Regions from separate parts of the Pan troglodytes genome. Here region 2 is linked to region 1. The links are chromatin contacts, called in public HiChIP or PLAC-seq maps. All regions are on one chromosome and are shown on one strand. The core of a region is the stretch at or near the end of the contact, and the rest is flanking DNA. Distances in the headings are between cores, read along the strand shown.

What was found. HiChIP or PLAC-seq counts read pairs in DNA pulled down with a chosen protein or histone mark.
Region 2: an H3K4me3 HiChIP or PLAC-seq map of stem cell-derived excitatory neurons shows a contact between it and region 1, with 8 times the contacts expected there. The contact joins the promoter of ZSCAN31 here to the promoter of ZNF165 in region 1. A contact is called at or near these places in 1 of 7 Hi-C or Micro-C datasets (stem cell-derived neural progenitor cells) and 1 of 1 datasets of contacts at active chromatin or transcription factors (stem cell-derived excitatory neurons).

Annotation. Positions count from the first base shown.
Region 1 is chr5:34,011,632-34,018,425 of NHGRI_mPanTro3-v2.0_pri, forward strand. ZNF165 (zinc finger protein 165) reads left to right here and starts at 2,446. Exons shown (of 4, transcript XM_009450710.5): 1 at 2,446-2,629. LOC129144395 (a long non-coding RNA gene) reads right to left here and starts at 2,371. Exons shown (of 2, transcript XR_008548798.2): 1 at 2,285-2,371; 2 at 453-630.
Region 2 is chr5:34,299,905-34,306,698 of NHGRI_mPanTro3-v2.0_pri, forward strand. It overlaps ZSCAN31 (zinc finger and SCAN domain containing 31), which reads right to left and starts at 2,428. Exons shown (of 4, transcript XM_016955100.4): 1 at 2,344-2,428; 2 at 2,075-2,165. The coding sequence starts at 2,107. All of the region lies in intron 1 of ZKSCAN3 (zinc finger with KRAB and SCAN domains 3), which reads left to right.

The sequences.
Region 1 (6,794 bases), core at 1,196-3,695:
AATTCTTTAAACCCTTATATAAACTCCATACCCTGACCCCCTCACTGCAGACATATCTAGGTAGAATGTCCCTTTTCTCTCACCACCCATGGGGAGGATTCCTGCAACACTATGTAAGTTCCCTTAATAAATGCTTTGGACAGATCACCTTGGCACATAGTGCTCCTTTCTTTGGAATCCCAACCAGCCCCAACTAGGACGGTTTTGGGCACTCCCTTGTGTGAACTCCCCTGCCACCACTTTTGGGGGACAAAACAGTACATATCTAATAGAATCATCTTGTTAAAAAGCAAGGGAACAACAAATACAAAATTTGTGATAGTGTTTCCTTGGATGAGAGGTAGTATAGAGAGGGACTAGAAAAAGAGTAGTATTAAATCTAAGTTGTTGTCAATCTATAGTTCTTATAGACTAGGTAATGGATTAAAAAATGTTCACACTTTAAGGCCATGCATGGACCAATGACAGCCAGTGGTTTTAATTAATACCATTTTGAATATCTGAGTTCCACTGGGGTAAGGGGATGAATCAAACAAGGCCTCAGAAGAAAAGTTGCCTGGGAATGCAGGAAGGTTTTGCAGAGATGAAGTTTCAGTTGCAACCCTGCTGCGTGGGCTTCAATTTCACCACCTGAGATTTAAATAGAGGCAGGAGTCACTCAGGCTAGAGTGCAGTGGTGCAATCACAGCTCACTATTGCAGCCACCACCTCCTGGGCTCAGGCGATCCTCCCACCTCAGCCTCCTGAGTAGCTGGGAGTACAAGTGCATTCCACAACCCCCGACTAATTTTTTTTTTTTAATTTTTGTAGAGACGAGGTCCCAACTATGTTGCCCAGGCTGGTCTCGAACTCCTGAGTTCAATTAATCCTCCTGCCTTTGCCTCCCAAAGCGGGGAATTAGAAAAGTGAGCCAACATGCCCGGCCCACTAGTGTTAAAAAATAAAAACAAAAGCAATAATCTGACAGATAGAGCCAGGGAGGGCTATGAAGAGACACTTCTCAGGCTTGTATGCCTCATAAGAAAACTATCACATATGACTGCAAAACCCATCTTACACCAAAAATACCTCTGCAAGGACATCCGCCCAGCAACTGTTTGTCTAACCTCAGACTGGTGTCATCCTCGTTACCGATCTTTGTAGTCAAGAATAATGATTTCAAAACAATTAAATAATCCTCCCCATTCTTCCTTTAAAAACCTTTGTCTTCCTTTACCTCCCTGAATAGAAACATAGTTTACTCTGGCACGTCTATTCTTATTGCAATTTCCTATTCCCGAATAAACTTTTTTTTTTTTTTGAGATGGATCCTTGCTCTGTCGCCCAGGCTGGAGTGCAGTGGCGTGATCTCAGCTCACTGCAACCTTCACCTCCTGGGTTCAAGCGATTCTTCTGTCTCAGCCTCCCAAGTAGCTGGGACTACAGGCGCCCACCACCACACCCAGCTAATTTTTATATTTTTAGTACAGACGGGGTTTCACCATGTTGGCCAGGCTGGCCTTGAACTCCTTGTTAAATACAGTGAGTTCTAAATTTCTCTTCAAAGAATCAGTATGTCAGTATGTTCAATTCTTTGTTCTCCATTTTAAACTTTAACTTCCTCGTTTTCCTCGTCTCCTTGCCTCTAGTTTCAGTAAACAACCTTTTCCACCAGTTCTAATCAGTAGTTCACATCTGTTCCCCTGGTGACCTGCTCCGTCCTGAGTCACCCCTGGTCACCTGCTCTGACCTGAGTCACCTTTAGTCACCTGTTCCGTAACCGTCCTTCCCACTGAAACTGCTCACCCTACCACTCCGGCTCATACCCCTGCTCTCTTTAAAATAGCCAATCGGAATTAACTTAGACTGTGCGGTCCAACCCTAGCCAGTAGGGGAATGACACAGCACTAGGGACTACCTGCGTCAGGGATAAGAACCCCTTCCCCTCCCTTGTTCAGGTGTGCTCTCGCCATTGCTCCATCCGTGAGACGCACCCTTCTATAGAAGTAAATTGCTTTGCTGAGAAAATGTGTGCTCGAGTGTGTATCTTTTTTTTCTTCTTCTTTTTCTGAGACTGAGTCTCTGTCACCCAAGCTGGAGTGCAGTGGCGCGGTCTCGGCTCACTGCAAGCTCCGCCTCCCGGGTTCAAGCGATTCTCCTGCCTCAGCCTCCCGAGCACCTGGAACTACAGGCGCGTGCCACCACGCCCGGCAATTTTTTTTTTTTTTTTTTTTTTTTTTTTTTTTGTATTTTTAGTAGACACAGGGTGTCACCGCGTAAACCAGGATAGTCTCGATCTCCTGACCTCGTGATCCGCCCGTCTCGGCCTCCCAAAGTGCTGGGACTGCAGGCGTGAGCCACCGCGCCCGGCCAACGTCATTTTCTTTTCAGGAGTCCCTTCTGTTATTTAGCAAGACACACTACTACAATGGAGAAAAAAGATGCCCCCTCCTTCAAGCCCTGAGATCTTCAGGACTTTGGCGAAAAGTCTGCGCCCGAAGAGACCCAGGAAGGATTCTTGGAATCGTAGTCCAAAGGCATCCCGCTTTCTGCGCAGACTCACAAGTCCCTGTGGACGGAATTCTTGAAGTGTAGCGCCGCTCAGTCCTTCCACCGGAAGTGTCCGATCGGAATCAGCCCTGTCCGAGAGGTGAGTCCGGGTTTGGGGATCCAGATGTCCAGCCCCGTGTCCCCCTCCAAACATCCAGTCCCTCTCATATTGCCTTTGAAATTAGCAGCCTCTGGGTGACCAGACCTTGGCCCTCAGAGGAATCCCGGAGAAAGGTAGAACCAGCTTCGGCGTTGGGAAGGCAGGCGCGCTTACGCATTTAGTGAGGGTTTGGCGGTCGCCATAGTTACCGCCGCCGCTCGTGACGTCATAGTGGAGCGCTGAGGGCGTGGTGGCGTGGGGTGGGGGCTGTCCTGCTGATCCTGAATTTGGGGTCACTGGTAAGAGGAGTTGCCCATTCCAGCCAGGTGGAACGGGGAGGGGTGCCACATGTCTCAAATCTGCCATTGTCTGCGAAAAGAAACTGCTGCGAGGACCATCCCCAATCCCCTGCTTCCCTTGGGAAGAGTAACCGCCGTTTTGTAGGACACTTGGGGACAACCCCGCTTGTCCTGAAATTTATTGACACGGTAAATAGTATTTCCTGTGTGCCGAAGATGCAGTGAAACCAACACTGACCCCCTGCCCTTGAGAAACACAAGGTACTATGGGAGCCTTTACCAGCATGCCCCTTGAAGTCTCTGTTCTGCTTTGTGGTCTCTACCGGATTTCCCCTGACTGTCTCCCTCTCCACCAGCAAAACTCTCACCCGTCTTCCCCTCCCGCAACATGCCCACCAAGACATGTTCATCCATCAGGAACCCTGCTCTTTAACCTCCAACTTTCTCATCATAATTAATTACTCGTTCCTCTCTGTTCTCCTAGCGTTTGTTCACACATCTGCTTACCCATTTTTGTAAGTCCTCCTAACACAATATTATAAGGCACTAGATGCTCAATCAATATTTATTAGTTTAAAGCTACCAACTTTAGGGGGACTCGGTTTTAAATAGATGAGAAGTGATAAAACACCTGGAGATAGTACTGTCAGCTGAGATAACATGTCATAGAACCAGCTGCTCAGCATAATTGAAATTTCATTCGGATTATATGGGTCTACTTTACACCCATCTTACTATGGTAAATGAGATCATGCTCATTAAGCATTAGGACACTACTTGGTTAGCACATCTAGGAAACATAACCAGAAATATCAAAGAAATGGCCCAGTAAAATATAAGGGATTGAGACTCTCTGGTTAATATACCATGGAACTAACCCCCCTTTTTTTTCTTTATCATTGATAAATTTTGTTCTTACTTATACTCACTCAAATTGTTTGTTTTCCAAGGTTCAGTCTGAACCTTGTGATATTTATTTCATACTCTTGGAGAATTAATACTGATACATATCTTCAACTACCCTTTTCATGAATCTTGTCTGCCGAGACAAGCTCGGTCATGGAGACCCTAACCCAGTGGCGCTAGAGGAATTAAAGACACACACAGAAATATAGAGTGTGGAGTGGGAAATGAGGGGTCTCACAGCCTTCAGAGCTGAGAGCCTTGAACAGAGATTTACCCACTTATTTATTGACAGCAAGCCAGTGATAAGATTTACTGAAAGTATTCCTTACGGGAAATAAAGGGATGGGCCGAAATAAAGGGATGGGCTCTGGCTAGTTATCTGCAGCATGAACATGTCCTTAAGGCACAGATCGCTCATGCTATTGTTTTCTGCCCTGGGTGGGCCAGGTGTTCCTTGCCCTCATTCCGGTAAACTGACAACCTTCCAGCGTGGGCGTCAAGGCCATCATGAGCATGTCACAGTGCTGCAGAGATTTTGTTTATGGCCAGTTTTGGGGCCAGTTTATGGCCAGATTTGGGGGCCTGTTCCCAACACTTGTCAAAATCTGTCTTCCCATTCCAAATTCTTTTCCATTATTGAAATATCATTGGTTCTGTTGGAAATATTTTTCCAAGTAGATGTCTTATTATCATCTTAAATACAGATCACCCAAAACAGAAGTCATCTGAAACTTTCCTAATTTTTCCTTTCAATCATAAATATGAAGCCTTAAGAACAATTAATAATGCATGATCGTTAACCTCATGGAACAGCAATCAGTTGATGAAAAAACAGCCAAACAACTAAAAATAATACAAGGACTTATATATTCATATATGTATGTGTTAGGAATTGTAAGAACTCAGACTAGAGTTGAGCAATTTCTTAACAGAGGCAGTAGAATTCTTAGTCACACCAGCCATCACACCCTGCAAGTTGATCTCACCATCAGTCTGCTGCTCATTCCTACTTCCTCAACTCTGTTCCTTTCCTTTCCTTTCCTTTCTGAATCTTTCTCATACTTTATTGTCCAATTTAAGCCCCATGTTAAATACAGTGAGTTCTAAATTTCTCTTCAAAGAATCAGTATGTCAGTATGTTCAGTTCTTTGTTCTCCACTTTAAAGTTTAACCTCGTCTCCTTGCCCCTAGTTTCAGTAAACAACCTTTTCCACCAGTTCCAATCAGTAGTTCACATCTATTCCCCTGGTCACCTGCTCTGTCCTGAGTCACCCCGGTCACCTGCTCTGACCTGCATCACCTTTAATCGCCTGTTCTGTAACCGTCCTTCCCACTGAAACTGCTCACCCCGCCACTCTGGTTCATACCCCTGCTTTCTTTAAAACAGCCAGTTGGAATTAGCTTAGACTGTGCAGTCCAACCCTAGCCAATAGGGGAACAACATAGCAGTAGGGACTACCTGCGTCAGAGATAAGAACCCCTTCCTCTCCCTTGATCAGGTGTGCTCTCACCATTGCTCCATCTGCGAGACACACCTTTCTATAGAAGCAAAATTGCCTTGATGAGAAAATTCATGTTCGAGTGCTATTTCTTTTGCTGCACCGAAAATTTATTTCTAATACCCACCACCTCTAGGAAATACCTTCTACCATTCACAGTCTCTTCCCACCTCAGGACCGTTAGAACATTCAGTATCTCCACCATAAACTCATTTTATACTTCAACATTCAACATTTAACAAACATGTACAACGTATATGTCATGTGAAACGTTTTCTCATTTAAATCTTTTGTATCCATGCTTTATAATTTCTTCCCAACTAGTTCTTCCCGCTGAATTTATTTCTTTCTCTCCCGCATCCTAGTCAAATCTTTTCTATTCTTCAAACTCAAAGACTTTTTGTTTAATCCATTAAGCTGTATATTAGAATACAGATTTTCCAGGCATATACTATACTGACCAAGTTACCATCTCTAGGAGCAGGCCCCTAGTCTGCATCTCCAGAGGTAGGGCCCAAGAACCTGTTTCTACCAAAGATCCCATATGATGATTAGGCAGCAAGCCCAGTGTCATATTCAGACTTTCTTGTAAACCATTGCTGTACAACTTCTAGCCCAATGCTTTGCTTGTGATAAGATTCTTAATAAAATGTGTGTTATTGCATCAGTCAGTAGTCAACTTAGTGAAATGTTTAGTAAAAGAACCTCAGGCCGGGCACGGTGGCTCACACCTGTAATCCCAGCAATTTGGGAGGCTGAGATGGGCAGTGGGCAGATCACCAGGTCAGGAGTTTGAGACCAGCTTGGCCAACATGGTGAAACCACATCTCTACTAAAAATACAAAAAATTAGCCAGGTGTGGCAGTGTGCATCTGAAATCCTAGCTACTCAGGAGGCTGAGGAAGGAGAATCACTTGAACCTGGGAGGCGGAGGTTGCAGTGAGCCGAGATCGCGCCATTGCACTCCAGCCTGGGTGATAGAGTAAGACTCCCTCTCAAAAAACAAAAAAAAGAACCTCATACTTGCATGAATACAGTGGCCTCTATCTTTTCATATTGCCACCCACCCTAGAAATGAAGAACATATTCATCTCCACAGTGTTCAGCAGGTCATTCTGCTCAGAAGAATTGACTCCTCTTCAGTGACTCCCCAGTGCCTAAAAGATAAACTCCAAATTCATGAACTTCACAGTTGATGTTTTCTACAGTAACATCTCCAAGCTTTGCCTCTATAATTTTCTTATACAAACCTACTAAACGTTTTGCTTTCCCTCTTCTGTATTCCTACTCTTACCCAATTGTTCAGACTGTTTCTCTGTTCGTAATTTCCTATTTCTTTCCCTCCCGCATCCTAGTCAAATCTTTTCTATTCTTCAGAATTTCATGTTTTCATTAAGCTTCCCTTGACCATTGCAACCATCTGTATTTTTCTCATCTCCTATTTTATGAAGCACTTCCATC
Region 2 (6,794 bases), core at 1,178-3,677, 290 kb after region 1:
TTTCATTTTATAGCAAATTGCAGATGGAAACATTTTAGTTCACTCACAAGTACAAGTACTTCAGTGTCAATTTCTTATATACAGGGACTTTTAATATAATCATAGTATCATGATCACATGCAAAAAAATTGACAATAATTCCTTGATATCATTATCTTGATTTTCAAATAATTGTCTCAAATATTTCTAGAGTTTTTTTTTTTACAGTCTTTTTACAGTTGTTGTTTTCAGTGGGGTCCGAATATGGTTCACCATTTGCATTTATTTGATAAGTCTGTTCAGTCTTCTAATCTATGACAGTTCCCATTCCCTCCCACTCCTTTTGGTTAAAATGCCATTTATTTGTTGAGGAACTTGAACCTTCTGTTTTATAAAATGCCTCACATTCTGGATTTGGTCGATTGCTTCTTTTTAGTATCTTTAACTTATTAGATCTCAAACTCAGCTGCACATCAGAATGACCTAGAAAGTTTTAAAAGTTATTGATGTATTAAAAGTCCCACCCCCAGAGAGTGATTTAATTGATTTTTTTTTTCATTGCAATCTCCATCTCCCAGGCTCAAGTGATTCTCATGCCACAGCCTCCCAAGTAGCTGGGATTACAGGTGTGTACCACCACGCCCAGCTAATTTTTGTATTTTCAGTAGAGACAGGGTTTCGTCATATGGGCCAGGCTGTTCTTGAACTCCTGACCCCAGGAAATCTGCCTCGGCCTCCCAAAGTGCTGGGATTACAGGTGTGAGCCACTGCACCCAGACTGATTGATCTTGATTGTACCCAAGGCATTAGGATGTTTTAAAAGCTCCCCAGTGATTCTAATATGTAACAAAGTTTGAAAGCCTTTAATGTAATTTGCTCCTATATTTCACCTGTACACTGGTATTTGGATCTAAAGACTAGATTAGATTTAGGCTCACTTATTTTGGTATTATTAGCTCATGTAGCAGTACCCCAGATCTCTTGTGGCAGCTTATTAGGAGGAAGTATTTTCTGGTACTTTTCATTTGTGACAATCAATGGCTTCTCTCAGTTTCCTAATTTCCTTCTATTCCCTACCATCCTTTGAACTGTAGAGAGTTGGACTGAGGAATAGAGGTTCAGGAAGATACGGACTTGGAATTGTTTTTCCCTTTGTAACCTCTACCAGCCTTACATTTCTTTTCTTTTCTTTTCTTTTTTTTTTTTTTTTTTTTTGAGGCAGAGTCTTGCTCTGTTGCCAGGCTGGAGTGCAGGTGCAGTGGTGCGATCTTGGCTCATTGCAACCTCCGCCTTCCGGGTTCAAGCGATTCTCCTGCCTCAGCCTCCCAAGTAGCTGAGACTATAGGCGCATGCCATCACGCCCAGCTAATTTTTGTATTTTTAGTAGAGACGGGGTTTCACCATGTTGGCCAGGATGGTCTCGATCTCTTGACCTCATGATGTGCCCACCTCAGCCTCCCAAAGTGTTGGGATTACAGGCGTGAGCCACTGCGCCCAGCCCAGCCTTACATTTTCTAGCCTCTCCATTCCACTGAGTAAAGAGGGACTTACTGACATCCGAGTCCAGTCAAATAATTTTGCAGTCACTCACTTCTAGTTTAAAATCTAGTCCCAGCTGGTTCACAGGAATCTCAGGTTTCCCTTCCCTCTTAGATCAGGCCCAGGTCTCATGGCTTCTGGGATAGGCTGTCTTTCAGAATATCTTACTTTTCCCTCCTAAAATACAGAAATCATCCATTACAAAGTGATGACTCTGACGAAACCTGATGGCTGGTGCTGTTGTTTCTAGATAATACCATACTGAGGAAGGAGTAGATTAGGAAGCAAGAAAATCACTTTGATTTGGGGCATATTGAATTGGATTTGTTTGCAAGATTTCCATATAGGACTGTCTGGAAGGCAGCTCAGGATAGGGATCAGGAGTCTACAGCCTAGAAATAGAAGTTAAAACCTTGCGAGTGATTAAAGATAGTTCTGGGGAAGACTGTGGATAGAGAAAAGAAAAGGTCAAGAACAGAACCACCAGGCCTACTCTTATTTAAAAAAAGAAAGACCAGTGAATTATACTATTAGCCAACATGTATATGGTACTTACCACTGTCATGCCAAGTGTCAGGTTCCAGTCCATACTGAGGTCCGAGGGGAGTTGTTGGATGGGTGGCAGGTAGTTGAAAGAACACTCGGGGCTGTAGGCAGGTAAAATATGATTTTATTCAGCAGCAGCTGCTGCAGCTCTCACACTGTCTGCCTCTGTCTCGGCTGCCTCCTCCGACCGCAGCCCTTCTCAGCAAACGGCTCTGTGGCTCCTGCTGCTCCCACACTTACAGCTGTACTCCTTGGCACACTTGTTAATTCCTGGCTCACCTCTGTCTGTCTGCAAGATGGCCAGTTCTCTCTTACAGGATCAGCAGTTTTTCTCTCTCTCTCTGGGCACAAGTCCTATGTACAGCGTCAGCAGGGCAGTTATACCATTTACAGACAATAGTGGCTGTAAGCCAAGTATGAGCTTACACAAACAGGTTATATAACAAGTGGAGTGGTGCGCCTGCGTTCCAAACTCGCTGAGTCACGCTGGCCTGCATATCTGCCTCGGCCTATTCTTGACCAAAGCACATCCATTTACCTTACACTCCACCCCCTTGGCCGAGGGAGACATAGGTTTTTGGGTACACAGGCCCAATATATAGGTTTGGCACACAGGCCTGACATATAAACTTTGGGCACCCAGGGCTGATACACACAGGCTTGACACATAAGTCTGACATATAGGCTCTGGGCACACAGGCCCAATGTATACATAGAGGCTTGACACATAAGCCTGGCACATAAGCTCTGGGCACTTGGGCCACAGTAATACAGGGAGCAATAATTTCAGGTTATAGTGAGCAATCACTACATGGTGATGTTACCCCAGTGTTGCTTTATATATTAATCCAGGGTTTTTGCTTCCCTACCTTTAGGGTGTTGGGGCGGGCAACAACAGGTTACTGTTTGTCCCCATACCTGGTTGGAGGAAGTCATCCTTTCTCCCATAGATCTGGCCACATGGCCTGGCCCTACATGGGTCAGTGACTAGCCACTTCTATAACTTCTAGGTAGTTAGCCACAAGGTTAAGCCTTGATAAACTGCCCAGCTATCAGTGCAGATTACCATAGGTGTCACCTTCTTGGTGATCACCATTTACATTGCCCTGAGTTCAGTTTATTAGCTACTTTGTCCATACCTGGTATCAAACCATAGGGTGTTGGTACTAGGCTGGGCTGCAACAGCAGTCCAGGTAGCAGTAGCACCCTGGCTAGACCTATCTGTGTACCATGCCCCATTGGGAATGCGGGAATGCCCTTCCTTAAAAGGTGAAGGCTCAGGATCTAGGGGTGCCTCAGGTCCCATAACCTTCTCTTGCATTAGGACTGTAGGTCCTAAGACTTCCTGTAATTGTGCTTCTAAGGGACTTGAGTTAGCATACTTTGCTGTTCCAAGTAGGCTTAAGCACCCCACTTTACAAAAGTGGATGTCTGTGCCATCCCAGTGTGTGGGTTGTTACCCATGAGCATACCCACCCTGCTATTGGGTAAGTCATGCGCGCGACGACTGTAGCCCATCCTGCCAGGCTGTCGCGAGTCTAAAGGGCAGCATATGCAGTTAGTAACTGCTTCTCTGTCGAGGAATACTGGAGCTCAGCTCCCTTCCAAAGTTGGGACCAAAAGTCTACTGGCATTCTAAAGAGCTCTGTGTGATGCCATAAGCCCCAGTCAAAACTATCTGGTCACATGCACATCAAGTTTAAATGGGTGCCCCTGATCAGCTACCCATAGGGCTTGTGCCTGCTGAATAGCCTGTTTGGCTGCCAGGAAGGTGGTTTCAGCCGCATCATCCCAATTCCAGGCAAGAGGCTGCGTTGCTGCTTCTAAATCTGCAAGAGAATCAGAGGTTAATATAACATCATTAATAAGATCATGACATATGTTGGGGCTATGCATATATCCCTGCAGCAACACTGTGAAAGTCCATTGTCACCCTCCCATGAAGACAAAGTGTTCCTGGCTCTCTGGAGCAATGTCGATTAAGAGAAATGCATTGGCCAAGTCCACCACACAGTGGCACCATCCCAGTTCTGTTGTCAAGTGGCCTATCAAATCCATGATAGACGGCACAGCTGCCAAGCCGTGCAAAACATCCACCCACAGCCTGTCCTCAGGCATGGGAGAGACATCCACAGTGCATAAGCAGGGAGCTAAGCGGCCGATGCCGAGGTCCAAAGATACAGGTTTCACTTTCACTGACCAGCTTTCATAACCGTCAATAAATGCAGCTCTGCCCGGAAACTTATTCAGGGTTAGGGACCAGTGGCTTGCCGATTCCATATATTGCCTTTGGTTGTCCGGTGTCCCCCCAAGCCCGGCACCTTGGTCAGTTCCCAATCAAACAGGAAAGACTTTACATTTCTGCCTGACTGCAGCAGGTAATCTTTGATCTGGAACGCTCCGGCGGGACCTAGTTGCCCAGCAATGTCCTTTTCCCGAATGACTTGCACTAAGTCTATATACAACTGCCATCTACTGACAGTTTCTGGTATTTCACCGGCATCAGACCACACTGTAATTAAAGAAGCCAGCTTTTCCATCTCAGAGGCGGAGCAGGAAATGGATCAGCTCCTTTGTCCCGGAGAGACAGAATTCAGGCAGGGAGTCTCCCCCAAATGCTGCTGGCACTGCTTGCCTAACTCCCACAACTCAGTGGGGGGTACAAGCACTATAAGAAGTGTGCTTCACTATGGTAGGGGGTCTCTAGGCCCACCCTTGGGGCCCAGTGGCTGTTCATGCTCTATTTTCTTGCATACCACTGGGTGAGCCTGTAACGGAGGTTATTCCTCCTCCCTGCACTGCGTCCAGCAGGGACTGGGCATGCCCTTCCAGCAGCACAGTCACAAATGCCCATCTGACTCTGTTGGCAAAGGCACACTCCTTCTCGGTCCTGTGCATTTCCAGGTGCTTCAGCACCTTCTCCACACTCGTGGAGGGTCTGTCCACTGCCGCCCATGTTTCCACCAGAGCCCATCCTTGCAGCACGGCTGCCACTGGGTGCCACAGCTCATGCTGTGGCTGCATAGCCGCTCCGGGAGCCTGGGGGCTGAAGACCCACTCACCTCATCTTGCTCACTATGCCAAATGTCAGGTTAGAGCCCCAGCTGAGGTCCAAGGGGAGTGGGTGGATGGGGGGCAGGGAGCTGGAAGAACACTCGAGAGACAGCAGGTAGATGGGACATGGCTTTACTCAGCAGCTCTTTCACAGTGTCAGTGCCACATTTATACACCTCACAAACAGTAGTATCTTAGAGCCAGGTGATGAGCCTCCCCAGATTATGGCTACATAACTGTGATTATATAATGCACGGAATTGTGTGCGTGCGCTCCAATCCTGCTGAGTCGTGCAGGATGTTTACCTCGGCCTATGCCTGCTTCGCTGCAGCACAGCCATGTTCCTTACAACCACACACCAGGCACTGTTCTAAGAGCTTTATACACTCACTTACTTAATGCTTACAATGGCCCTATCTGCTATCACTATCCCTATTACAGATAAGGAGAGGGAGGCACAGAGCTAGTAGGTAGTAAAGCCAGGATTTTGACGACCTCAGGAAACCTGGCTTCAGAACACTTAACCAGATTATGATGGGAGCTGAGAAGAACCAGGAAGGAGGAAAGCAGGAGAAAGCAAGTTCCTTGAAGTAAGGACAAGTGAGTTTTTGGAAGTGGACAGTATCCTCAGCCCAGTTGCCTGAGAAGAGGCCATGGAAAATGGGAATTGAGGGAAGCACCTTTGGTTCCTTCTGCATGCGAAATCTTAGTGGTGTTGGCAGTTGCAGCCTACAGTGTGTGGAAGGCTTAGTGGGAGGTGAGGACTAGAATCAGGGACTAAGGACTTTCTTTCAAGAAGTTCAGTCTTGAAGGGGAAGAAAGAAAGTGGCAGATTGAGGAGGTGGCAAAGACCAGGGGCAGCCTATGCTCTCTCCAGGGGAAGGGCTTGGTGATGTTTTCGGCTGCCTTGATGTTTCTGAGAGAAACTGAAGGGCCTTCAGCCCAAAGATCCGAAGAGCCTGCAGAAATCCTTCTTTCAGCTGAATTTTAATGTGAATATTATGCCAGTTTTTTGGGCAAGCCTCACTTCAGATATAATTGAGGGTCTCACTAGCAGGCAGCCAAGGTTTAATTCAGTTCTATTTCTTTTGGTCCAGGGCCTTCTGTCTTTTCTTTCTTCTTCCCCTTACTACAGTACCTTGACCACAGATAAGACCTGGTACAGCCATCCTTCACTATCTGTGGGGGATTCATTCCGGGATCCCCAATGATACCAAAATTTGTGGATGCTCAAGTCTTACATAAAATGGCATATAGTATTTTCCTATAACCTACACACATCCTTCTGTATGTTTTTTTTAAGAGATGGAGTCTCTGCACTGTTGCCTAGGCTGGAGTACAGAGGCACAATCATAGCTTACTGCATCCTTGAACTCCTGGGCTCAGGTGATCCTCCTGCCTCTTCCTCCTGAGTAGCTGGGACTGCAGTAGTGCGGCACCAGGCTCAACTTCTCTTGTACACTTTAAATCATCTCTAGATTACTTATAAACCAAATACAATGTAAATGTTTTGTAAACACTTTTTATATTGTATTTTTATTTGTATTTTTTAATTGTTGTTTTTGTTATTTTTTTTTCCCAGATATTTTCCAGCTGTGGTTGGTTGAATCTCTCAATGCAGAACCCACAGATATAGAATCAACTGTATTAGTTTTCTATTGCTGTATAACATTTAC